Regions from separate parts of the Mus musculus genome. Here regions 2, 3, 4, 5, 6 and 7 are each linked to region 1. A link is a contact called in public promoter capture Hi-C data. All regions are on one chromosome and are shown on one strand. Each heading gives the region's core, a stretch centred on a gene start, on an enhancer-like site or on the middle of the called end of the contact. The rest is flanking DNA. Distances are from core to core; before and after follow the strand shown.

Region 1 (3,166 bases), core at 479-2,978:
ACCTCCAGAGTCCTGGGATTAATGGCGTGTGCCTGGCTTAAATACAGGGTTTTGAAAACTGAACGGTAATCCCAGCTTGTCCAAGCCAGATGTGTTCCTTGTGGTCTCTGCCTGTGAGACACTGATACTACCGCTGCGGTACACCGCAGCCCGACATTAGAGCCGAATGAGATAATCAAGGTCACTCCTCCATACTTGGCATCGAATGCACCCAGTGCAGAGAACACTCAGTCAGGGTCACAGCTGTTATAAAGTAGATGTTATCATTTAAATTAAATTTCATTCAAGTCAAGTTTTCCCCTTTCGACAGCTAATTCCATAACTACCCCATGGAAGTGAGCTGTGATGCCCGTTTTGGTTTGTTTATTAAGACAAGATTTGTCTGTGTAGCCCTGGATGTCCTGGAACTTTCTCTATAGAGCAGGCTGGCTTCAAACTCAGTGAACGGCCTGCCTCTACCTCCTAAATTCGGGGATTAAAGGTGTGCTACCACCATAGCCCGTGTTGCACACGTTTGCTACGGGAAACTGAAGCATAGTCATATTGAAAGTCTAGGGGGAAAGTGGGACAAGAACCCTGGGGACTCATTCCAGGTAATGATATTGCCAGTCACACCCCACAACCCAATCTTCGCCTGGCAGCCCTTTATTCCTCTAAATGTCGTCCTGCTTCTGTTTGTGTGCCCAAATCAAGGGAAATAATTTTGATCATGAGAGGAGGTCATTCCTGGCAGGTAGTCACTGCGGCCACCTGTAGCAGGGCGGGGCGTCGAGATATGGAGGTCCCTTTAGTGTCTGTCACTCCTGCACCCAACCCCTCTTTCTGGCAGTACTCAAAGAGGTCGTCTCCTGGGCTGTCTGGACTCCATTCCTTGGGAGACGCTTGCCCTCTACAGTGTCTTCAGGGCGATGTTCTGATATGAAAGAGAGAGGGGGGGGGCGTGGCTGCCACCAACCTTAGTGGGCCTCGCTCTATTTTTTGACACTCACTGAACTCTAATGACACTCTCACTAGAAAAGCTTCAGCAGTCTCACATGGGAGACTCCTCGGGTTTGTGACACCTCGGTCTTCAAGCCCCTGTGTCCTCATCTTCACGAAACCGAATTCCCTCGAAGGTGGAACTCTTGGTCTTTCTTACCAGCCCCATCCTAGTTTCTCACGTGTCAACCATAACCCCCGCACAAGCAGTGGTGCTCACACTTGAGCCCGCCTTCTCCCAGGAGACATCCTTCTCTGACATTGATTACTGTTTCACCGTAGTCACCGCCGCCCGCGTTCACTAGTTCATTTCTGGATCACGCTGCTCCCATGCACTGCCTTCTGCTCTTAGTTCTTGATGGTCACGGACGCCTCTTGCTTTCCTCCCCGAAGACTGTCCCTTAGCTGCGCCTGACAGTTGGTCGCCACAGCTCTGCCACCGGACGAGAGCGGGATAGTTTTTCCTAGTCTCCAGACTCCAGTGATCTGTTGCACCACCATTGTCCCCGAGTCAGGTTCAAGGTTGCAGTCCGGCACTAATATAGTCACGGCAGGCAAGTCTTCGCAAGGGCAAGTGGAGAGGTCCTTTTCTGTACAGGGGTGCGTGATGATGACGTTGGTTGTGTGCTCCGTACAACGCTAAGCTTACTGCGTGGGCTCATCGCTTCCTGTCCCCCTTTGCCGTACAAACCCTGCACGTACTGCGCAGGCGTATTGGTTGCTGGTCTTGGTGGGGCACCGCCCCAAAACTTTCTGCGCACGCGCATGGGTTTTATTGTGCCTTTGCCCAAACAGCCTTAGCTAGAAAGAAGGAGCTGCCAAAAATTCTTCCTCTCCGCAGTGGCACTCCAAGACACACCGGTCTTGGAAGGAATGACGTCAGTATAGAGCCACCTGAAGGAGTCCGGATGTTTCTAAATCCGGACACTCCTGCCCCTTCAGCCTCCGTCAGCTCGTCTTAAGGGGCTGGGCCTCTGTGCTCTCCAGGCGTGTCACCTCTCTGATCGGTTGGTGATTTGGAATGGGGAGGGGAAAGACCATTCTCGAGTTTGGCAGTCAGGTTTTTGAGGGTTTTTGTTTTCCTTCTTCTGTTTCTTCTTTTTTAAATAGAGAAATGCATTCGTGTGGAGAATGGGCATATACCTGGCTCTCCCAGGAATAGGCCCTGGGGGTTGAGTTTCTAGGTCCTGCAGCGTGACACTGGAGAATGGAAGTAGAGGACAGGCTGGAGGACTGAAGCCTGGATCTACAGTGAATCAGTTAGGAGAGGGTGTTGATTGGTGTGGGGGAGTGCGACGCCTTTAATCTCAGCACTCTGGGAGACAGAGGGGAGAGGATCGATCTCTTGAATGTCAGGCCAGCCTGGTCTACGTAATGAGTTCAGGCCAGCCAGGGCTACACAGCGAGACGCTGTCTTAGAAAAGAAGCAAACAAAAAGTCTTACGTGCTCCCTGACCAATTTCTTTCCCCGCCTCTTGCTTTCCAGCAATGCCTCTGCCTCAGGGTGACGTGACTGCCTTATTCCTGGGGCCTCCCGGCTCGGGAAAGTCCGCCCTGATCGCCGCGTTATGCGGTAAGAATGTGGACACGGTAGAGATTCCCGATGGACGGCAGGACTCTGGAGTCCCCAGCCTGAGAGCTGCGGCTCCGGGCCTCTTCCTGGGTGAGCTGAGTTGCCCACCCGCAGCTCCCGGGCCCTGGGCGGCGGAGGCCAACTTGCTGGTATTGGTGCTACCAGGATCTGAGGGGAGCGAGGAGCCCTTGACCCCAGCTCTGGGAGAGGCAGCGCGAGCCGCCCTGGCTAGAGGAACCCCGCTGCTGGCTGTCCGGAATCTGCGCCCTGGAGATTCCCAGAATGCAGCTAAAGCCCGGGATGAGACTGCAGCCTTGTTGAACAGTGCTGGGTTAGGAGCTGCGCCTCTCTTTGTGCCGCCGGCGGATTGCAGCAGCAGTGACCGCTGCGAGGAGCTAGAGCGCCTGCAGGTGGTGCTGCGGACCCAGGCGGAGGCGCTGCAGAGGTGAGGGGACAGTTCGGGCTGGATGGGGTGGCCTTAGATCCAACTCAGCTACGGAGGTCTTTAAAGTTCTCGAGCCCTGTTCCTAGAGTGTTAGACGCAAGCTTTTCTTGGCTGCCCATTCGTCCATACCCTACTTATTTGCGTAGGACAGCACCCACCACACCCATGAG
Region 2 (3,166 bases), core at 405-2,904, 6.2 Mb after region 1:
AAGGAGAAGAGGTGGACGAAGGTCCTGTGGGGAAACATCACAATGAGGAAAAGGAGAGAGAAAACACACCCCCATTTGAACCCAGCCTCATACCCCACCCAGCTCACTCCATGACAAAGGCCTTGTAGACACTAAGGAACATCAGGAGGAGAACAGCAGGCCGGAAGGTGTGGTACAGGTCATAGCGTGTTATCATCCAGACCTGAGCTGATGCAACGATGTAGTGGACCTGCAGGGAGGCAGGAAGGGACTGGGAAGTTGGAGCCAAGTTTTTGGGAGAAGTATGGCTAACAACATAAAGGTAGGCTAGGGCTAGACTGCATACCAGACTGATGTTGGAGTCAATGCTCATCTGGATATATTTCCAGTCAAATTCAATGCCTCGGGCTCCCACCCAGAGGGGGATGCATCTGAGGAAGGCAAAAGGAGGCAGTCTCTAGTACCCAGACTCCCCCACCCCCAGCACCCAGCCTCTGATCACCTCCCCTCAGCACCCCTGTGGGACCCAGCTGTCCATTCCCGGAAGTCTGGGCTCCAGTTTGCTCCACACACCGGGACATAATGAGTTCAGCAGTGGCCCAGCCCAGGGCAGCAACCATAATCTTGTACTCCCCCTTGCCTGCATTCCGAGACATGACAAGGTTTAGGCCTATCAGGTCTGCCACATCCACACTGGCCTTCATGAATTCCTGTGGGTCAGGTAGAGGCTCGAGTAAACACGGGGACCAGGTGAACCGACTCCTGCACTCTTCCTTGCCCTTCCCTTGTTCAACTTACCCCAATGAAGTCATAGATGCCACCTTCCCAGGTGGGGAAGAAAGTGGCCAAGAACAACATCTGAGATCAGAAAGTAGAAAGGTCACTGGAAGGTGAGGGAGATTAAAAACCGAAACAAACAAACAAAAAACTATGTGGATACTGTGGAAAGTAAGTGTGCAAGTAGAGGATATGACGCTGGGTTCTAGGGGTCATTCTAGGTGTAAGTGGCAAGATCACGTGATCTTGGGAGATAGAGGGCAAGTGGCCTGGTTTCTAAAAGTCTAGAAGTTCACGGGGGAATCTGATGTCTAAAAATGCCTAGGCAGCACCCTGCGACACCCTGTGGGTGAAATATCGCACTAAGAGGTTTTCTCATTTTACAACAGTTGTAAGAAAAAGTTGCATCAGGGCCTTTCTGGCCTTGCATCCCTTCTAAGGTATTCGGGCATAGTCCCTAAGCGTTGTCTCGAGGGTGGTCCTATGGAAGGTGACAGCTGCAGAGTCAGGCCCCTGAGATCTGGAATGCCTGGAGGCCAGACACGTGGAGTCCGGGAGTCCCTCACCTTGCATAGCTGCACAAAGAGGTAGGTGACCCCGGCCTGGACGCATTTCCAGAAGGCGTTGTATTCAGACCTGAAGAAGCCGGCGGTGAGGGGTCGGCCCGGGTCCCGCACCCTCTCCACCCCGCGCCCGCCCTGCACTCACAGGCCGCTGCATTTGTACGTGATGAAATAGGGAAAGTAGGCGAGGGCGAAGCAGTTCCCGAAGTGGAACAGGGTCATGACGCCAGCCGCCCGGTCCCGCAAATGCGGGACTCGCCAGGCGCAGCGTCTCCTCTAGTCGGCCTCGCCGGCACCGGGGCCTGGCGCCCACCTGCTTTGCCGTGGCCCGCGCGCGGCCTTATGGGAACTGTAGTCCGGCCTGGTACGTCGCGTGCAGTGACGTCAGAGCGCCCAGCTCCGGCTGTGTTGCAGGGACTTCCAGAGCCTTGCTTACACCGTTGAAGACCTTGTGTTCAGACAGCGCTTTCCCTCTCCCACTCGGCTCGGAGCCAAGCGCCACCTCTTCTCGCTCATCCGAGAACTTTGAACCCCGCCCTGAACGCAAGGTGATCGGCGCAGAGACAAGAGGGCAAAGCTGTGCGCATTCTCGTTTTTATTTCATTGTTGACCCGGTGGCGGCGCCTTTGAGTGGAAGCCGAAGTCAGGAACGCGAGGTGCGCAGGGGAGCAAGGAGGGGCCTTTTGTGTTACTTCTCTCGGCTAAACATGTAGCGGAGGAGGTCGACCACTCGGTTACTGTAGCCATATTCGTTGTCGTACCTGAGGAGGCGAGGAAGGAGGCGTCAGTGTGTGTGTGTGTGTGTGTATACGTGTACGCACTCGCGCGCTCGCCCTCTTGTCAGCCTCCCCCACTATCCTCTGGCATCTATCCCCTTTACCAGGCGTGTGTGTGTGTGTGTGTGTGTGTGTGTGTGTGTGTGTGTGTGTGTGTGTGTGTGTACGTGTACGCACTCGCGCGCTCGCCCTCTTGTCAGCCTCCCCCACTATCCTCTGGCATCTTTCCCCTTTACCAGGCGTGTGTGTGTGTGTGTGTGTGTGTGTGTGTGTGTGTGTGTGTGTGTGTACGTGTACGCACTCGCGCGCTCGCCCTCTTGTCAGCCTCCCCCACTATCCTCTGGCATCTTTCCCCTTTACCAGGCAACAAGCTTCACGAAGTTGTCATTGAGGGCAATTCCAGCCTTAGCATCAAAGATGGAAGAATGGGGATTGCCGTTAAAGTCCGTGGAGACCACCTGCGTGACAATTTCAAAGATAAATGTAGTCGAGCAAAGATCTCCAGGAACCCAGACTCTCAAACCACATTGTCAGTCACTCATCTGGTATACTGGACAGAGACCTTTTGTGTTGGTGACAGAATGTGATCAAGGCAGGTGGAACCTTTGTCTCAGGGACACAGCAGGGGAGCTCAGTGGATAAAAGTGCTTGTCACATAAGCGTGAGCTTTCTGTGTTTGGATCCGCAGAATCCATATAGAGGCTGGGCGGTTGATGGACACTTATAGGCCCAGCAGTCCAGCTCCAGACTGAGGCTCCTTGGAACAAGATGACTAGCTAGATTAGTTAGTTGTCAAGCTACCTTACATCTTGCCTCGGTAACAAGTGGAGTGCAATGGAGGAAGACATGTTTATCACCTGTACCTGGTGTACCGGTACATGTGCCCCGTGCATCTGCATGTACCCACACGGGGGAAGAGGATACAGATCACAATACCCTAATGAGGTTGCATTAAACGTTACATGAAGCGATGACTGGCACGAGGCTGGGTCTTGGGAGCAGAGGGAAGGAGCTACAGACACAGATCTTGGGGGCTGTAGCCCTTAGGAACACAGGGGGTTGGGGGTGGGT
Region 3 (3,166 bases), core at 414-2,913, 6.0 Mb after region 1:
ACTGGACCCCGCCTCCCATGAACACCGGCCACGCCCCCTGGCTGGCTAGGTAGTTTTGGCGTCTCTGACTCTACTGGCTCACATCTCTCTCTCCCCAACTTCATACTCACACTGTATGCAGCCCTGCTTTCTGTCTGAGCTCAGGTCTCTTTTAAATTTTGTTCAGACCATAGTCCTGCTCAACTTGTACCGGAATCCACAGAACACAGCCCAAACTGCAGATGGATCACACTGTGAGTAAAAGGCTAGATAGTTCAGGGACTGGGCAGACAGCCCCAGCAGTTTACGCCCTCATTTCACCCTCCATCCCTCCTCCAGGTCACGTGAGCGACGTGGAGGTGCAAGAACACTATGATAACTTCTTTGAGGTGAGGGTTGCCAGGGTAACTGGGTTTCCTGTGTGCCAGACCTTAGCTGAGCTTCTCCCCATCTTCTGCAGGAGGTATTCACAGAACTGCAGGAGAAGTATGGAGAGATTGAAGAGATGAATGTGTGTGACAACCTCGGGGACCACCTCGTGGGCAATGTCTACGTTAAGGTGCCTGTTGCCCCCTGCTTAGAACCCAGAAGTGGAAACATTTCAGTGCCTATGGCCACCACTGAAACCTCCCAACCTGAGGACTATCGATAAGTTGAGTCCAGCCTCAGAGCTGACTAGTCCCCTGAAGATCTTGAATTCCACAGCCCATGGTCACCCACTTTCCCCTCAGTTCCGGCGGGAGGAGGATGCAGAGCGGGCTGTAGCGGAACTCAATAACCGCTGGTTCAACGGGCAGGCTGTGCATGCCGAGCTGTCTCCTGTCACTGACTTCCGAGAGTCCTGCTGCCGGCAGTATGAGATGGGGTAAGGTAGTGTAAAAGTAGGTTGGGCATCAGAGTCCCAGAAGCTTGAGTGTTTGATAGGGAGTTCTTAGTGATGGTGGCCTTCTCTGTCTTTAGGGAATGCACCCGAGGTGGCTTCTGCAACTTTATGCACCTACGGCCCATATCTCGGAACTTGCGCCGGCAGCTCTATGGGCGAGGACCCAGGCATAGGTACCTCAGACCCAGGGTGCTGTGTTCTCCTGTACCCTAGGATGAACCTGATGCTAACTTGTGGGCTCTTGTGCTTTAAATAGAGTTTTGAGCCTTGCCTGGGTAGAAGTACCTTAGTCTTAGTGTCCCAAACAGTGTAAACCCCATATCCACCCCCAGCTTGGGTACCTGTCCCTGAGTACCAATCCTCAGATGACATTACCAGCCACCTGTCCCTAAGAGACAGGCCTGGAAAAATCTTGACCACTCTTAACTATTCCTACCCATCTCTGTCCACTCCTCTTCCTAATTCTTAGGTCACCTCCAAGGTCCCACACAGGTCACCGTCCCCGAGAAAGGAACCGACGTCGTTCCCCAGACCACCGGCATGGTCGCTTCTGAGACGGGTGCCCTTGCTCTCCACCCAAGGGCATAGATGTTCCTGTCCAGCGTCCCTTTTCAAAGTGCCCTTCACTCTCCAGTCCCAGCATCCCCAGGCTTCGGAGCTTCATAATATAATCTGTTCGACACAGGAACCTCCTCCTCCTGTCCCTCCTCCAATAAAGGTTAAGAAGTTTGTCAATCAAGGTCTGTGGTTTCCTTCCACCCCCACACCTAAGAAAGGGTGTAAGCCAACCACAGTCTCAGCAGAGGAACTTGGAGCCAGCTTGGGGTCTGGGTCTGCACTGGTAAGTCGGGGCTGCTTTAATACCTGTAACCTCAGATTATCCATTCTAGGTGCCTTTTAGGGACAGGTGCCTGTTTGTGACAGGCCAGAGGATTCCAAACAGAGATGGAAGTTAGAAAAGGAGAGGTGCTTAGGTACTGGTGAGAGTTTACAGTAGGTTAGGCCTGGTAATTGAAACCCACCATACCACCCCGAAATGAAGGCACTACATAATTCCTAACACTTATAAAACTTTGAACTAAGTTTACTCTCTGCTAGGTACTGTGGTGTCTGGCTTGTTTGTTTTGTTTCTGAAGCAGAGTTTCACTCGCTCTGGGTGGCCTGGTACTTGTTATGTAGCCCATGTTGGCCTCAGGTTTCCAAGAGATGCTCCTGCCTGTACTTGAAGTGCTGAGATTGAAGTGTACACACTACGCCTATTGTGATCTTTTAAGTAGATTTATTATCTCTCTCTCTCACACACACACACACCGCCTTCACCCAGTGAGACAAGTTCTATTACCCCATCTTAGAGATGAAAATGAGAAGGCAGGTATGTAAGGTTACAAATAATCTGGTGATCCACATCAAGTTCTTTATACGCCTTGTGGGCTTGGAGTTGGGTATGAGACACGCCAGCTCCCAAAGAGGTTCTGGAAGTCTGTGACCCCCACATCCACCGCTTTCTTCTGCCTTGGACTTCCTGGAATGTGCTGCAGAAACAGTGTGGGTGGAAGTGGTCACAGCCCTCAAGCTGCAGGCTCTGCTGAGATGGGGCCCAGCTGGCTTCTCTGGACAGTGGCGGTGGCAGTGCTGCTCCTGACCCGGGCTGCGTCAATGGAAGCCTCTAGCTTCTGTGGCCACCTTGAGTACTGGAACTCTGACAAGAGGTGCTGCAGCCGCTGCCTGCAACGCTTTGGGCCTCCTGCATGTCCTGGTGAGCAGTGACTGGGTGTGCACTAGATGGTGTAGAGAACAGGGACGCTAGCAAGTGGCAAGGTTGTTGCCGGCCTTGCAGTAGGCTTCTTTGGGGAGTAGGTGTGCTGGGTCTTAGGCAGGTAAGGCTGTGGGGGTGGACACAGGTTAAGCTTGTGCAGAAAAGACCAGTTACAATGGGGACACCAAGAGCAAACTTTACCTCTGAGTGGAGGACATGGGGAGAATGGACTTAGGTAGGCTTTATTTATAGTGAGGGCAGGGCTTGGTAGAGTGATGGGGGAAGGGGTAGGGTCCTCATGGGGGTTTGAAAAGGGATGGTCTAGTGGGATTAGTGGGAGAGCCTATGCTCCATTGTCTCCTACTAGATCACGAGTTCACGGAAAACTGCGGGCTCAATGACTTCGGCGATACTGTAGCACATCCTTTCAAAAAGTGTTCCCCTGGGTATTGCAACCCCAATGGCACAGAGCTGTGTAGCCAGTGTAGCAGCGGAGCCGCCGCAGCCCCAGCTCACGTGGAGAGCCCTGGTAGAACCCACAAGCAGTG
Region 4 (3,166 bases), core at 473-2,972, 5.8 Mb after region 1:
TTGCCATCTTTCTGTCCCATCCTCCCAGTGCCAGCGTTGTAAGCGTGTGCCCCCGTGCCTGGCTCCAATGCATATTCTTGACATCCTCAAGATATCCCACTGTGTCATTCACTCATGTGTGCCCCTGTGTCCTCCTAGACTGTACAGGGCACCTTAATACCAGCGTCCTGAAACTCTAGTCATATGCTCTATCACCTCTAGATTCCCCTTAACCTCACACGGCTCTTTTGGGGACACCCTTATCTCTGACTGCTAGCTCTTAAGTCATGCATTCTTGATACCCCAGTGTTCATAGAGTCTTCCTCCAACTCTCCGAACACCCTGGCCAGATGTTAGCTCCACTCCCTAAAGTTCCGTCTTTTCCATCTCTTCTACCCAGGCAGGCTTGCTGTAATACCATTCCTGAGTAAAGCCTCCCTAACAGCCAGAGTCCCGGGATAGGCCATTCCCTTTAACCTCTGTATTAGAGCCTGACCCCAGCAGTGCACCCCCAGATTAGCTCTGCGTAAGTATCCCTAGGACTGCCCATGTCTGTCCCAGCCCCTCAGATGCCAGCTGAAGCTCCCACAATGTAGTAGCCCTTTATGTCTTAAAATGCAGCATAGGCCCTGTCTCCTCCCAAAGAACTGGACACACACACACACACACACACACACACACACACACACACACGGCGGGCCAATAGTCTTGTCCCCAGAACCTATAGATTACCACTCCTGAGGGCCTGCTGACCCTTGTCCCCTGACCAGCTACGGATGCCCGCTGACTTTTCACACACTCCCAAACTCTGGATATCCATTTACCATTATCAACTGATTCCCGCAGCCCAGGCCTCCTCAACGGCCCATCACCTCGCTGCTGGTGGAACCACGGAGCCTGCTGGTGCTCCGGGGCACAGCTTACACACGCCTGCTCCACGGCATCTCAGCTACCCGTGTGGATGAGCTGGACGCCACCTCGCTGCCACCCAATGCCACCGCTTGCAAGTCAGCGCTGCCCGGAGCCCACCTGGTGCGCGGCACCCGTGTCTCACTGACCATTCGCCGCGTGCCCCGTGTGCTGCGCGCCAGCCTCCTGCTGAGCAAGTGACCACCAGGTTCTAAGACCTTGGAACCCTAGGGCAGAGGTAGCTGTCCAGGGTTATTTATTTCCCCAGTAACTATGGAAACCATGGAGAAGACACCATTCCAAATAAACAGAAAATACCTTTACTCGTTTTGGATTTTTTTTTTTTTAACTAGATGGGAAGAGATACTTCAGTTTCTTTCTCTCTGCCCCCCCCTCCCCCTTCAATACTGGAGATAGAACCTAGGGCTTCTTGGATGCTAGACAAATGCTGTACCACTAAACTACAACCCAGGCAACAATTGCATTATTTTTTAGTTTTGCAATAGGGCTTCCATAAGTTGCCTAGGCTGGCCTTGAACTTGAGACCAGCTTGCCTGAGGTGACAGGCTTTAGCTGCCAGGTGCTGGGACTTTTTTTCAGTATCCTTATACCTGAGACTTTAAATGAATGGGACGGGCCCTGAGACACAGGTGTCCCTGAAGGTGACAGGATCCAAGGTCTTGAGATGGGTGACGTTTTCTCTCAAAGCCCCACGATGGCGAGCGGGTGGTATTGGAAGGTTTAGGTTCTCCTGCTGGGGAGGAAGGAGTTAAATGCCTCCGCACCTCAGCCAGGCATCAGATTTCTCTAGTCCAGGTTCTTCCAGGAAGGGGTGGAGCTAGGCTGGCCCCTGGGCCCCTCAGTAGCCTCGGACTTAGGCTGTGAGTCCTGCTGAGAAAGCATGGGGGTCTGGACTGTCTAAGAAAGCGGCTGCTGTTACTGGACATCCTCACCTGACGATCCCCAAGTGCACGGCCATGGCCCTGGTTCCACCTCTTGGCCGTGAATTCCCGCCAGAGCCTGTGAATTGTCCCCTGGCAGCTCCTAGAGAGCTGGATGTTGTCGGAGGGACCATCTGCCCTGCACCTGAGGAAGAGACAAGCAGGTGGGGACTGGGGCTTGATAGTGGTTCCGAAGGAGGGAGGGAGGGAGGGAGGGGTCTGTGGGAAGGGCCATGTGTGACTGACTGAAGAAGGACATGGAGAAAAGTGGGCATATGGTGAGGTGGAAAAGGAGACACTGTGCCTCACAGGTGGCCCATCAACCTTTCTCCTCTCTAGGCCAGAGCAGGTCCAGGCCTCCTTGGGCCTGCCTGAGCATTGCATGGGTGAACTGAAGAGCACTGAGTCTGCCACCAGCCCCTCAAGACTCCCCCTGGCCTCTTCCCATGAGCATCAAGACGGGGGCAAGCCCTGTGAGGTGAGCTGAGCACACCCTCTGTTCCAGTCCCACTTCCTGTCTGTCCCCCGGAATCTGCCCCTTGCTCAGATGATATGATTCTGGGGGGTGCTGTGGAGGAAGGGACACCGTAAGGACATCTGGTTGCCAATCAGTATTTCACTTATTTTTAATCGTTTTGTGTATTTACTCTGTGTGCCTAAGTGTGAGCAGGGATACAGGCACATCATGCGTGCCGGTGCCAGTGTCTCTCAGTCACTTTCCACTATGTGACAGAGTCTCCCATTGAACCTGGCTAGGGTGGCTGGTGAGTGAGCGCCACGAATCTGCCTCCAGTCACTGACCAGCCGGTGCCACATGCTTGGTTCTTTGAGCACTTGCTTGTACAGCAAACATTTTATCAACTGAGCCATCTCCCCGGTTCCCCCGACCTCCTTATTTGAGATATGCTTTCACTGTGTAGCTCAGGCTGCCCTTGAACTTTCAGTTCTCTTGCCTCAGAGAACTGGAGTTACATTTTATCATCTCCAAGCTGGACATATTTCCACGTTTTACCAAGTAGGAAATGAGAATTTTATTAATAACCCCATTCCTTTTGGGGGTACTCTGCTCCATTATCCTTCCTAGTTTAGACCCATATAAAGACCTTTCTAGAAGGCTCGGGAACCTGGAAATCTTAAATTAGATGTCTTCAGCCTTGGTGTAAAGGGCTGCCAAGTGGGAGCAGCCCAAATGTTGGTTCTCGAATGGGTGTGGCTTCAGAGAAACATCCACAAGGCAGCAGCCTGCTTGGGAGTAGGGGTAGTGTCTTGGCCCATTGGCCCTGATTTTGGTCCCCTGGAATCTCCAGCACTCTGACTCTGGTTTGGAAGTACTAGAA
Region 5 (3,166 bases), core at 185-2,684, 5.4 Mb before region 1:
CCCGGGGGTCGCACAATCAATAAGGGACGCAGGAAAGTTCCCCAGAGACGCTGCGGATCCAGCTGCCCTACCACCAGCCGCAGCTTGGCTTCTGAAAGGCTTCCGATCAGCGGGACCTTGGTTGGGAAATGGGATGGGAAAAAGAAAAATGAAAACAACCCCATTCCCACCTTATCCTGGGCGCCGTTGCCTACTAGGAGTCCTGGCTCTTCCTGGTAATGCAAATCTCCAGCATCAAAGATTTCCTAGACTGGGAGAAATCTTCAAAGCAAATCTGGTCCAGCCTACCGCAGTCCTAACGAGGAAATTGCAATCGGGTGATGGAAATTTCTAAATAGATGGCTTGGGCATAGAACTCAGTTCTACCAGTGTTGCTATGAGGACTCGTCATCTTCAGTGGGGTCTATCACAAAACAAGCCTGAAGCCTTATTTTGTTGGGTAGGGGCACGCGCTCAAGTCATGGATAAATGGCACAGGCGGCAAAAGCCAAATGATAAGACCACGGTAACCTGAGACTCAATACGAAGGGAAAGAGGGAAATGACGCTGGCTGGGCACCAGCCAGGGCTCACCCGCAGATCCCGGCTCCGTGACATCTCCTCAACCCCAGGGTGCCAGCTGTTCCAGACGATATAGAAAGCCAAGCCCATAGCCAGCGCCAGCAGCAGCAGGGGCAGGAACTGCACTCGCGGCAGAAGACGGCGCTTGGAAAGTGAGGGTGGTTTCATGAGGCCACGATCCTCGAGCCGCTGCCGGGGCCGCCCGCGGCTCCCGGGACTCATGGTAGCTTTGCTCTGAAACCAATCCCGGTATGGTGGTTTGAGTTTTAGGCCAAGATCCGCCTCGCTGAGGTTACAAAACCCAATAAAGAAGCAGAGTAACTGCGTCCTTCCCTGAGACGATTGCGATTGGCTGTCCTAAGCGCCGCCCCACCCAAAAAGGAGGGCGGAAACCTTAAGGCCCGCCTCCACGGAAGAGGACCAGTCAATGGGCTGCGTCCGAATGTGCGAAACCTTCCAAGGCGCGGGGTCACGCCCCTCACGGAAGTCGATCAAGAAACTGTCGTTCAAGGAAAAAAGGGGCGGCATCCATCCCTAAAACAAGGAGCCGATTGGTTTACCTGAAGCCATGCCCTCAAGAAAAGTGTCCGAGGGTATTTGGAAATGGGGTTGTGTTTTCCATCTTCCAACTGGACGGTTTGACGGGAAAATAATTCTAGTCAGACCCCGTATTATTTTCCTCATGAGCAGACACCCTATTGTGATCCTCAGAAGCTTCAAATCCTCCTTATAGGCATTTTCTACAGGAGAGTGCAGCCTGAAGGGTCGCTATGGTAACAGGCCACGCCCACAGCCGCTGGTATTTGGTTGCGCAGGCGCCGACGGAAGTGAGCCGCAGGAGACGGAAGTCCCGCCCTTCTCGCCCTGTACGCCAAAGGCTGGAGCAACGCGCTTGGAGGCGGGAGTGATCTGCGAGCGAAACCTACACCATGTGAGGCCGGGCTGGGCTTTGGCGGGGCCGTGGAGATGGAGGTGGACAGTTTAGCTGAATAACGGTCGAAATGGGGTGTTTTTATAGCTGAGGGTAGAGTTCCTCGGGCAAAAGTAATGTTTTTCCTTCTGGGGTATTTGAGATCGGGCTTGGGGCCTCGCTCGGATCTTGAGTTCCGGAGAGGGGACAGCTTTATTCCATAACGGGCATGAGACTCTCCGAGGTCCTGAGTCTTGTGGAAAGGAACCATAAAGGGAAAGCTGAGTCTGATGGCACATGCCTGGAATCCCAGGCCTCGAGAGGCTGATGCAGGAGGTTCGCTAGTTGGCCTTGGCCAGCTTCATAGCGAGACCGCTTCCAAAAGTAATAGTAATTTTAAATGGAAGTGGTCTTATGAATAAAGAGCTTGGCGGGGAAGGAAGAACTGTTAGAAATAGTGAAAAGTATGGGACGTAACCAGGATAAATTAGAGAACCTAACTAGAGACTGTCAGAGTAGCAGGGTACTACAGTGGTTTGGTGCGTGTTTATTCATTGAGCATATACTATGTAGACTGCTTGTAAGTTAAGACACATGGTAAATAAAAGGTCCTTGCCTCCAAGGGGGTGGGGGAATCTCCCTGGTGCTTGTAAAAAGAGTGGAGTAGGAAAGCCATAGAGTAATAAATAGGTACATACACCTTAGATAATCAGGTTTGGATGGAGAATTGAGCAGGAAAGATATAATGCCAGTAGGTAGCACAGTAGGATGCATTGAAAGCCCAGTTCTTGGGATGCAGATTTAGCTCAGTGGACAGAGTACTTACCTACTGTGGGTACTGGGTTTGGTCCTTAACCACACACAAACTAGACATAGTGGCACGTGCCTGTACTCCCAATACTCAGGAGGCAGAGACAAGTCTGAGTTCTGGGGCAGCCAGGCTTCTACAGTGAGATGTTGTGGGGTGGGGCGGAGGTTCATGGAGAGAGATGATTGAAGTTTAGGTTGCGGATAGAAAGGGCCAAGGTTTGGATGTACCATGGTGGCAGATGACAAGATATAAGGATAGAGTAAGGTTTGAAAGAAGAATCAACTGCCAGGCATGATGGTGAGCCTCTGTCATCTCAGACCTTAGGCAGTGGAGTCAGGAGAATTGAGAATTCAAGGTCAGCGGTGGGTGGAAGAGGTTAGGTAGATGAGCCGGGGCAGGCTACCATGGAAATGTCTCTCCTGCCTCCAGAAAAGACTGCACCAGAAAGGGGGCTGGGGAGACACTGGACAGTGTGGCTTTGATCACGTACATTTCCAACTTGAACCCATCTCACCCCTGGGTTCTCTATCCAGGAGTCTCCTCAATAAACCCAAGAGTGAGATGACCCCAGAGGAGCTGCAGAAGCGGGAGGAGGAGGAATTCAACACAGGTCCCCTCTCAGTGCTCACGCAGTCGGTCAAGAACAACACGCAAGTGCTCATTAACTGTCGCAACAACAAGAAGCTGCTGGGCCGGGTGAAGGCCTTTGACAGGTGAGTGCTGTCTTGGGGAGGGCTGGGTCTGGGTCCGAGGGGCCTGAAGGAAAGGTCATTCCAGAAGGATAATAAGGTGGGCACACACGGTGACAAAGCACCTTTAATCTCAGCACTCGGGGAATCACTATGAGTTGGAGGCCAGCCAGTGTCTCATGGCACGACCTAGCTC
Region 6 (3,166 bases), core at 441-2,940, 5.1 Mb before region 1:
AGCTTTGTAGGGTAAGAAAGGGTCCCTGAAGTGGAATGGTCCCGCTCTGACAGCTGCAGTACTCACATACACCACCAGGGGGCAGATGGTTGCCTTTCTACTTACTCAGGGTCTTTCTGTTCCCCTTTCCAATGAAACTTCATTTCCAAGGGGTGGAGACTGAGGCTTACAAAGTGTATGGAGCTTGAAAATGTTACATTTCGTAAAAGGAACCAGAAACAAAAGGTCACACCGAGCAATATAGTTCCTACGAAATGTTCAAAAGCGGGAGACTTAGTGGAGAAACCAAGAACCCTGGATTCCTGGCTTCCTGGGACTTTGGAAAGGAGAAGCGGGGGGGTGGGGGGGGGTGGGGGGGTGGGGGTGGGGGGACACTGCTGTAGCCCATGAGTTCGCTTCAAGGAGACCGAGATGTTCTGGAATCGGATGTTAGCACTTTCTGCTGCAACCCTGGGAGTGCATAAAGATCCATTAAACCGAAAGGCATAAAAGTATGAATGTGAAGCTGGAGAACGGAACTGAGCAGTGGTTAGGAGCACTGGCTGCTTCTGCAGTGGACCAGGGTTCAATTCTCAGCAACCACGGGGCAGTGGACAACCACCCAACTCCAGTTCCAGGGGATCTGTCTCCTTCTAGTGGGCTTGGGCACTGCATGCACGCAATACTTGTAGTCACTCACAAACATAAATAAATAAATAATACACTTAAAAAAAAGTCAGATCTGCTGCACCTTCATTGGAGTGGGCGGGTTGGGGAATCTGTAAAGGATTGACTGGGAAGTAGTATCATGGCAGAGCACATGACCATCGTGCACAGGGCCCTGAGTTCAATTCCCCGGCACCCCCAACACATACATGCAAAGAAGAGTCAGGCAAGGTGGCCTAAGCCTTCAATCCCAGCACTTGGGAGGCAGGATCTTTGTGAGTTCTAGGCCAGCCTGGGCTACATAATGAGGCCCCGTCTCAAAAGGAGAAAAAAGGAGAGCATGCACGTGCAGTTGAGTCTATCATCTGATGGAAGGTGCTCTGTGGTTATGATACAATACAGCTAGGTCCCTGGGAGACTGGCCCACAGTGGGGGACAGAGGCAGAGGAGTGATAGAATCTTGCTATGAGTCACTGGCTGTTCTGGAATTCATTCTGTAGACCAGGCTGGCCTCAGAGATGCCACCTACCTCAGCTTCCCCAGTGCTGGGATTAAAGGCATGAGCCACCACCGCCCCACTGGCCGAGAGCTACATTTTAAAAGCCATGACAGGGCTACCCCACTGGGTCCTCAATCCAGCCTCTGGGACCAGTGGAGTTTCCTTTGAATCCTGTCCCCCAGCAGAGGATACAAGAGGAACACATGCTCCCTTGAGACCCTATCCACACCTCCATTACTCCAGAGCTCAGCTGTGGGCCCCTGTCCAGCTCAGGGTGTCTCCCCTGGGCACACAGGATGATGTTGTTACCTTGGGAGGCGTGAAAAGCAGGCAGGAGGGCGGGCGGATTCCGGCAAAGCTGGGAGGGGGGGTAAGGGCGGGGAGAGGGGTCTGTGGCCCTTGTCACAGCAGGGCCCAACCACAGCCTGGCCTAGAAGGGCAGACAGATAATGGGGCCTTCCAGCCCCTGGCCCCAGAGAGGGAGGGGCTTCCTGACAGGAAATTGTCCTCCTCCAACCCCCCCCCCCCTAGATCCAAGCTCTCAGCAGTCCTGGCCCAAGTAGTCTGGGGACTGGACAGCAAGAGGGGACAGAAGGACAGGCACAGACAGAAGGTGAGTGTCGGGGTGAAGAAAGCATGCCCCCAACTTCTTCCAAAGATGGGACACCTCATCAGAACCCAGAACTCTGGAGGCAGGAGGGCTGGGTGAGCAGATGCAGGCTGAAGGCTGGGTTTGGTGAGTGCTGCGGTGAAGCGGCGGCGGCAGGGACTGGGGCTCTGGGATCCAGAGAGGTAGGAAGGACTTGTAGAGATGGGGTCCACTCCTGGCTGAGGGAGATGGGGATGTTAGGTCTAATGCACTCTGACACTCTGACACTGGATGGGGACACCCCCGTGGGGTGGGCAGCCAGTGCCTGGCTGCCTCCAGTGAGGAGGGTTGCAGCTACCAGAAAGCCACACACACACACACACACACACACACACACACACACACACACACACACACACAGGCTCCTCACACCTGCAGGGCCAGCACTAAGGAGCGGAGGCTGAGGCAGGAGGCTGGCCGGTTTGAACAAGCTTGGATTAGGGATTGAGACTCTGTCTCCATTAATTAATTAATTAACTAATTAATTAATTAATTAAATAGAAAGGAAGGGCTATCAAGATGGCTCAGCAGGTAGATGCTTGCTGCCCTGAAGAGCTGGATCCAGTCACTGTGACCCACAAGGCAGAGAGGACCGACGATTGCAAGTTCACATCTGAACCCCACATACCGACCATGGCTTGTGTGCCCACATACAAAATTAATTAATTAATTAAAATAAAGAGAGAGAGAGAGAGTGATCAAGAGAGGCTAGGATAGGATATGAAGGCTGCCCCGGCTGGTGATGCTGATGTCAGAGTCAGGCTCAAGGATGTGTAACCTAAAAGGATCAGTTTTCGAACATGGACCTTAGGACTTTTTTTTTTTTTAATAATTTTTCAGCTAGGCAGTGGTGGTGCACACTTTAATCCCAGCTCTCAAGAGGCAGAGGTGAGTGGATCTGTGAGTTCAGGGCTAGCCTGGTCTACAGAGTGAGTTCCAGAACACTGAAGGTTACAAGAGAAACTCTGTCTAGAAAAACTAAGAAAACAAAATTCCCACAGAGTCTCACGTTGCTCAGTCTGGTGTCAAATTTCTATATACCCAAAGACTATACTGACGCTCTGGTCCTGCCCTCCCTCTCCCCAGTGTGTGGATTGCAGCCCTGCATGGCTGCTGGGGTGGGAAGCCAGGGTTTCTTGCAAGCCAGACAAGTACTCTACCAACTGAGCCTCGTCCCCTGCCTTGGCTTTTGATGTTTTGATCTCACGTGACTCAGGTTGACCTCCGGAGTTGCCAGGATTAAAGGCATAATCTTCGCATTTAGAGATTGTCTGTATACGGGGTCTCACTTGAAACCTGGGCCTCAAAAATCTCAAAAGCATGTGGTCCTCCGGCCCCAGCCTCCGGGGACTGGGATTACAGGAGGCTGCGCC
Region 7 (3,166 bases), core at 479-2,978, 5.0 Mb before region 1:
GAGTCAGATGCCACAGGTGGTACGAATGTTCACCAAGAGGCAGAGTCAGGTGGGGGGACACAGAGTGACAGCCTAGGCTCTAGGTCCCGGGTCCTGCTCGGGCTCCATACCAGGGACCCCTCGTATGTCCGGCAGCAAGCGACAGCCAGCCACGATATCCAGGCGCTCGGCGAGCGCGCAGAGGTCCCCGCGCGCCAGGCGCACGCTGTGGGCGGCTGCCAGCCCGGTGGCCTGAGCAGCCGCCAGCCTCCCCGCCAGGGCGGCCACATCGCGACCCGCACGGCGGTACACGCCGCTCACCGCAGCCGCTACGTCGTGGTCCAGGCGCGTCTGGCTCTCAGCCAACCGGAGCTGCAGCAGCGAGCGCGCAGGCGCCATGGCAGGGGTCTCCTCCGTGCCCCAAGTCTCCGCCGGATCGCGCTGCACCACGAGCGGGGGCAGGTCGACCGGCACAACCGTGGGCTCGGGCTCAGGCTCCGAGTCGGTCTCCGCCGCCTCCCCGGCCACACGCAGCCCCGTGGGACGGCCGCGCGTAGGGCCCGAGGGACCCAGGTATAGTTCCTCCTCGGACGAGGATGCAGACAGCTCCGAGTCGGTCTCCGCAGCTTCCCCAGGTACCACTGTCCCCGGCCTTCTCCGCCGACCCTGGGATGACTCCATGGCACGGAGCTGGAGAAGAGGAATTGAGCGGACGTGAGGTCCCGAGTCCCAGCCCCTTCACCGCCATCCCCAGCGAGTCCTGACTTGGGCCTCAGTTTCCTCGTGTACACATGGGTTGGAATTGTGCACCTCTGTATCATTTGTGTGCACACCGGGGACATCAAGGACCGTCCAGGCAAAGCCTTAGAACTAGGTCACACGAGATGGCTCAGCTGGGAAAAGGCACTTGCAATCAAACCTGACGCCAAGAGTTCGAACCCAGGGACCCACATGGTGGAAGAAGCGAACTGAGGCCCGTACAGTTGTCCTCTGAGCTCTACACGCGTGCTAGAGACGCACGCGTATATATACATTAACTAATATAAAATAATAATAATGACTTTAATTCCCAGCACCGGAGGAGAGGCAGGAAGATCTCTGTGAGTTCGAGATCAGCCTGATCCTCAATAGTGCCAGGCCATCCAACATTACATACATAGTGAGAACTTGTCTCAAAATAATACTGACAATAATAAAGTAAGTTTTAAAAGCTTTGTAACCAAGAGTTCCCAGAGTCCCACCAGCACAGGCCACACCCTCCACTGTCCTCCTGGCCAGCGAGCACTTGGCCGCAATAGGCACCAGGGCAAACAGAAAGGACAGCCGCCCGAGGGGACCCTTAACAAGAGCCACCGACACCAGAGTCCCGGAAGGAAGGCCATACCGGGTCTCCGAGGCTCCGAGCCCAAGGGGTCCGCTGCCTGGCGGAAGTGAGCCGGTCTCTCGCAGCGTCACGTGAGCCGAGTTATGGCCAATAGGAAAGCGGTTAGACAAGTCGCTTCCGTAGTGTGGGTTTATTTATTTATTTGCTTATGTATTTAGGAAAATTCCGTTTGACGCGTAAATTTATTTTTTTTAATCTTGGACCCTCACAGGAATCAGAGACTCAGCCAATTGGATGTCCGAAGACTCGGGAGCAGGGAGGGAAGCGAAGAAAGGGCGGAAGATGTTAACAGCGCGGCCAAGGAAGGGGCTCGGTGGACCCGCCTCCTGGCTTTCAAGAAGCAGGCGGAGCTAAATAGGATCACCAATCAGATCGGGCCTACCTCCCGAGCTGACCAATGGGAGCCGGAAGCGTTGGCCAGGCGTGAGGGTCGCGAGGCGGCGTATGGCGGACGCGGTGCTATTCGAGTTTCTGCACACCGAGATGGTGGCGGAGCTGTGGGCCCCGGACCCGGACCCAGGCTCGGGGGTGAGCGGCACGCCGTGGCCTCGGGGTGGAGAAGTGGGGTGTGATCGAGCCTTATGGCAGGTCATTGCTGAGGCGGAGCGAGATGACTTGGGTCAAGGCGCTCAGTTCTAGGCCTCGTCCTGGGGCGCCGTTGATAATTAGGGTAATTGGCTGTTATTGGGCTCAGATGAGGGCTCGCCTCACCACCCACTTAGTATGCAACTCAACATCTTTAATCTTCCTATCCTTCCGTTTCCTCCTTAGAAAATGCACCCTCAACCATACCCGGTCTCATCTGTCCCCTCTGCCTGTGTGCTGGATAAAGTGCGTGCTGATCGCGCTACACCCCAGCACACAGTGAGTTTTTTAGTATGGATTTGCCCCTGTAATGAGTAAAGACCCCACCCGGTAATGTGGAAGGTGGCGCTGGGATCACTGAAATATTGTAATCAATAATAGTTACCACCACTTATGTGTTCCTTTGTGCCTTCCTGTGTGTCATACTCCCATCCACCTCCCATTGTCTTCCTTCTCATCCTAGGGAGGTCATGAAGAAGCTGCTTTGTGCAGAGGCACATGCTCTGGGAAGGAGGGAGCCTGCTTCCTCTCTGCTCTGTGTCACCTTGACTCTAATAAAGAGATTAAAATAGCTTTCTGTGAGCCTGCACAGATATGAGCTTGCCCAGGGCTCTCCTCGTAGCTCCTAACTGCTGCCACCGACTGTGTCCGTACTGGGGGCCCTACAGCTGAGGTAATAGAGTTAGTGGGAGTGTGGCCCGATCATCAGGTCTCAGGAGCCTCCCTGATTTTTTGGGAGGGTGGGGGTGGGGGGGTTCGAAACAGGGTTTCTCTGTGTAGCCCTGGCTGTCCTGGAACTCACTCTGTAGACCAGGCTAGCCTCAACTCAGAAATTCACCTGCCTCTGCCTCCCAAGTGCTGGGATTAAAGGCGTGTGCCACCACGCCCGGCTGCCTCCCTGATTTTATAGGCTACATGGCAGTTTGAACTTCCATGACTGTGTGGGAGTTCAAGACCTGCTGCAGAGACTGCTCTGCTCTCTCTTTTCTTCCCTGAGTATCCCTACGCCAACCCGACTCTTGAAGCAGGTTTTCACTGTATGACCCAAGCTGGCTTCTGGTGATCCTCCTGCCTCTGCCTGAAAAGTACTAGGATTATGGGCCCTCCCGTGTCTGGTTTGCACATTGCGCCTCCAGTGTGGTACAGTCAGCCTCTGCATCCCAGAGTGCTGCATCAGTGGTGGCGCACGCCTTTAATCCCAGCACTTGGGAGGCAGAG

Evidence for each region. Promoter capture Hi-C pulls out the DNA fragments that hold promoters and counts their contacts.
Region 2: a contact with region 1 is called in a promoter capture Hi-C map of cranial neural crest. The contact joins the promoter of Tmem147 here to the promoter of Irgq in region 1. A contact is called at or near these places in 2 of 39 promoter capture datasets (cranial neural crest and frontonasal cranial neural crest).
Region 3: a promoter capture Hi-C map of pre-B cells shows a contact between it and region 1. The contact joins the promoter of Igflr1 here to the promoter of Irgq in region 1. A contact is called at or near these places in 4 of 39 promoter capture datasets (cranial neural crest, maxillary cranial neural crest, pre-B cells and 1 more).
Region 4: a promoter capture Hi-C map of cranial neural crest shows a contact between it and region 1. The contact joins the promoter of Syne4 here to the promoter of Irgq in region 1. A contact is called at or near these places in 1 of 39 promoter capture datasets (cranial neural crest) and 1 of 484 Hi-C or Micro-C datasets (B cells).
Region 5: a contact with region 1 is called in a promoter capture Hi-C map of pre-B cells, with 5 times the contacts expected there. The contact joins the promoter of Snrpd2 here to the promoter of Irgq in region 1. A contact is called at or near these places in 3 of 39 promoter capture datasets (the HPC-7 cell line, cranial neural crest and pre-B cells).
Region 6: a contact with region 1 is called in a promoter capture Hi-C map of cranial neural crest. The contact joins the promoter of Exoc3l2 here to the promoter of Irgq in region 1. A contact is called at or near these places in 1 of 39 promoter capture datasets (cranial neural crest) and 1 of 484 Hi-C or Micro-C datasets (B cells).
Region 7: a promoter capture Hi-C map of cranial neural crest shows a contact between it and region 1. The contact joins the promoter of Trappc6a here to the promoter of Irgq in region 1. A contact is called at or near these places in 1 of 39 promoter capture datasets (cranial neural crest) and 1 of 484 Hi-C or Micro-C datasets (embryonic stem cells).

The regions. Positions count from the first base shown.
Region 1 is chr7:24,528,920-24,532,085 of GRCm38.p6, forward strand. It overlaps Irgq (immunity-related GTPase family, Q), which reads left to right and starts at 1,729. Exons shown (of 3, transcript NM_153134.3): 1 at 1,729-1,985; 2 at 2,465-2,996. The coding sequence starts at 2,467.
Region 2 is chr7:30,727,880-30,731,045 of GRCm38.p6, forward strand. Tmem147 (transmembrane protein 147) reads right to left here and starts at 1,655. Exons shown (of 7, transcript NM_027215.2): 1 at 1,465-1,655; 2 at 1,323-1,392; 3 at 778-837; 4 at 553-689; 5 at 326-410; 6 at 108-229; 7 at 1-24. The coding sequence starts at 1,541. Gapdhs (glyceraldehyde-3-phosphate dehydrogenase, spermatogenic) reads right to left here. Exons shown (of 11, transcript NM_008085.2): 10 at 2,456-2,553; 11 at 1,900-2,080. The coding sequence ends at 2,008.
Region 3 is chr7:30,563,764-30,566,929 of GRCm38.p6, forward strand. Igflr1 (IGF-like family receptor 1) reads left to right here and starts at 1,664. Exons shown (of 5, transcript NM_145580.2): 1 at 1,664-1,703; 2 at 2,401-2,618; 3 at 2,986-3,166. The coding sequence starts at 2,453. U2af1l4 (U2 small nuclear RNA auxiliary factor 1-like 4) reads left to right here. Exons shown (of 8, transcript NM_170760.3): 3 at 167-233; 4 at 319-368; 5 at 440-538; 6 at 711-844; 7 at 940-1,035; 8 at 1,332-1,601. The coding sequence ends at 1,416.
Region 4 is chr7:30,313,094-30,316,259 of GRCm38.p6, forward strand. It overlaps Syne4 (spectrin repeat containing, nuclear envelope family member 4), which reads left to right and starts at 1,723. Exons shown (of 8, transcript NM_153577.2): 1 at 1,723-1,993; 2 at 2,169-2,307; 3 at 3,137-3,166. The coding sequence starts at 1,866. Alkbh6 (alkB homolog 6) reads left to right here. Exons shown (of 7, transcript NM_198027.3): 7 at 826-1,210. The coding sequence ends at 1,089.
Region 5 is chr7:19,148,404-19,151,569 of GRCm38.p6, forward strand. It overlaps Snrpd2 (small nuclear ribonucleoprotein D2), which reads left to right and starts at 1,435. Exons shown (of 3, transcript NM_026943.1): 1 at 1,435-1,491; 2 at 2,815-2,994. The coding sequence starts at 1,490. It overlaps Qpctl (glutaminyl-peptide cyclotransferase-like), which reads right to left and starts at 793. Exons shown (of 7, transcript NM_026111.3): 1 at 573-793; 2 at 1-116. The coding sequence starts at 782.
Region 6 is chr7:19,461,597-19,464,762 of GRCm38.p6, forward strand. It overlaps Exoc3l2 (exocyst complex component 3-like 2), which reads left to right and starts at 1,691. Exons shown (of 12, transcript NM_001370800.1): 1 at 1,691-1,757.
Region 7 is chr7:19,506,942-19,510,107 of GRCm38.p6, forward strand. Trappc6a (trafficking protein particle complex 6A) reads left to right here and starts at 1,729. Exons shown (of 6, transcript NM_025960.4): 1 at 1,729-1,891. The coding sequence starts at 1,808. Bloc1s3 (biogenesis of lysosomal organelles complex-1, subunit 3) reads right to left here and starts at 1,429. Exons shown (of 2, transcript NM_177692.4): 1 at 1,364-1,429; 2 at 1-669. The coding sequence starts at 660. The coding sequence ends at 73.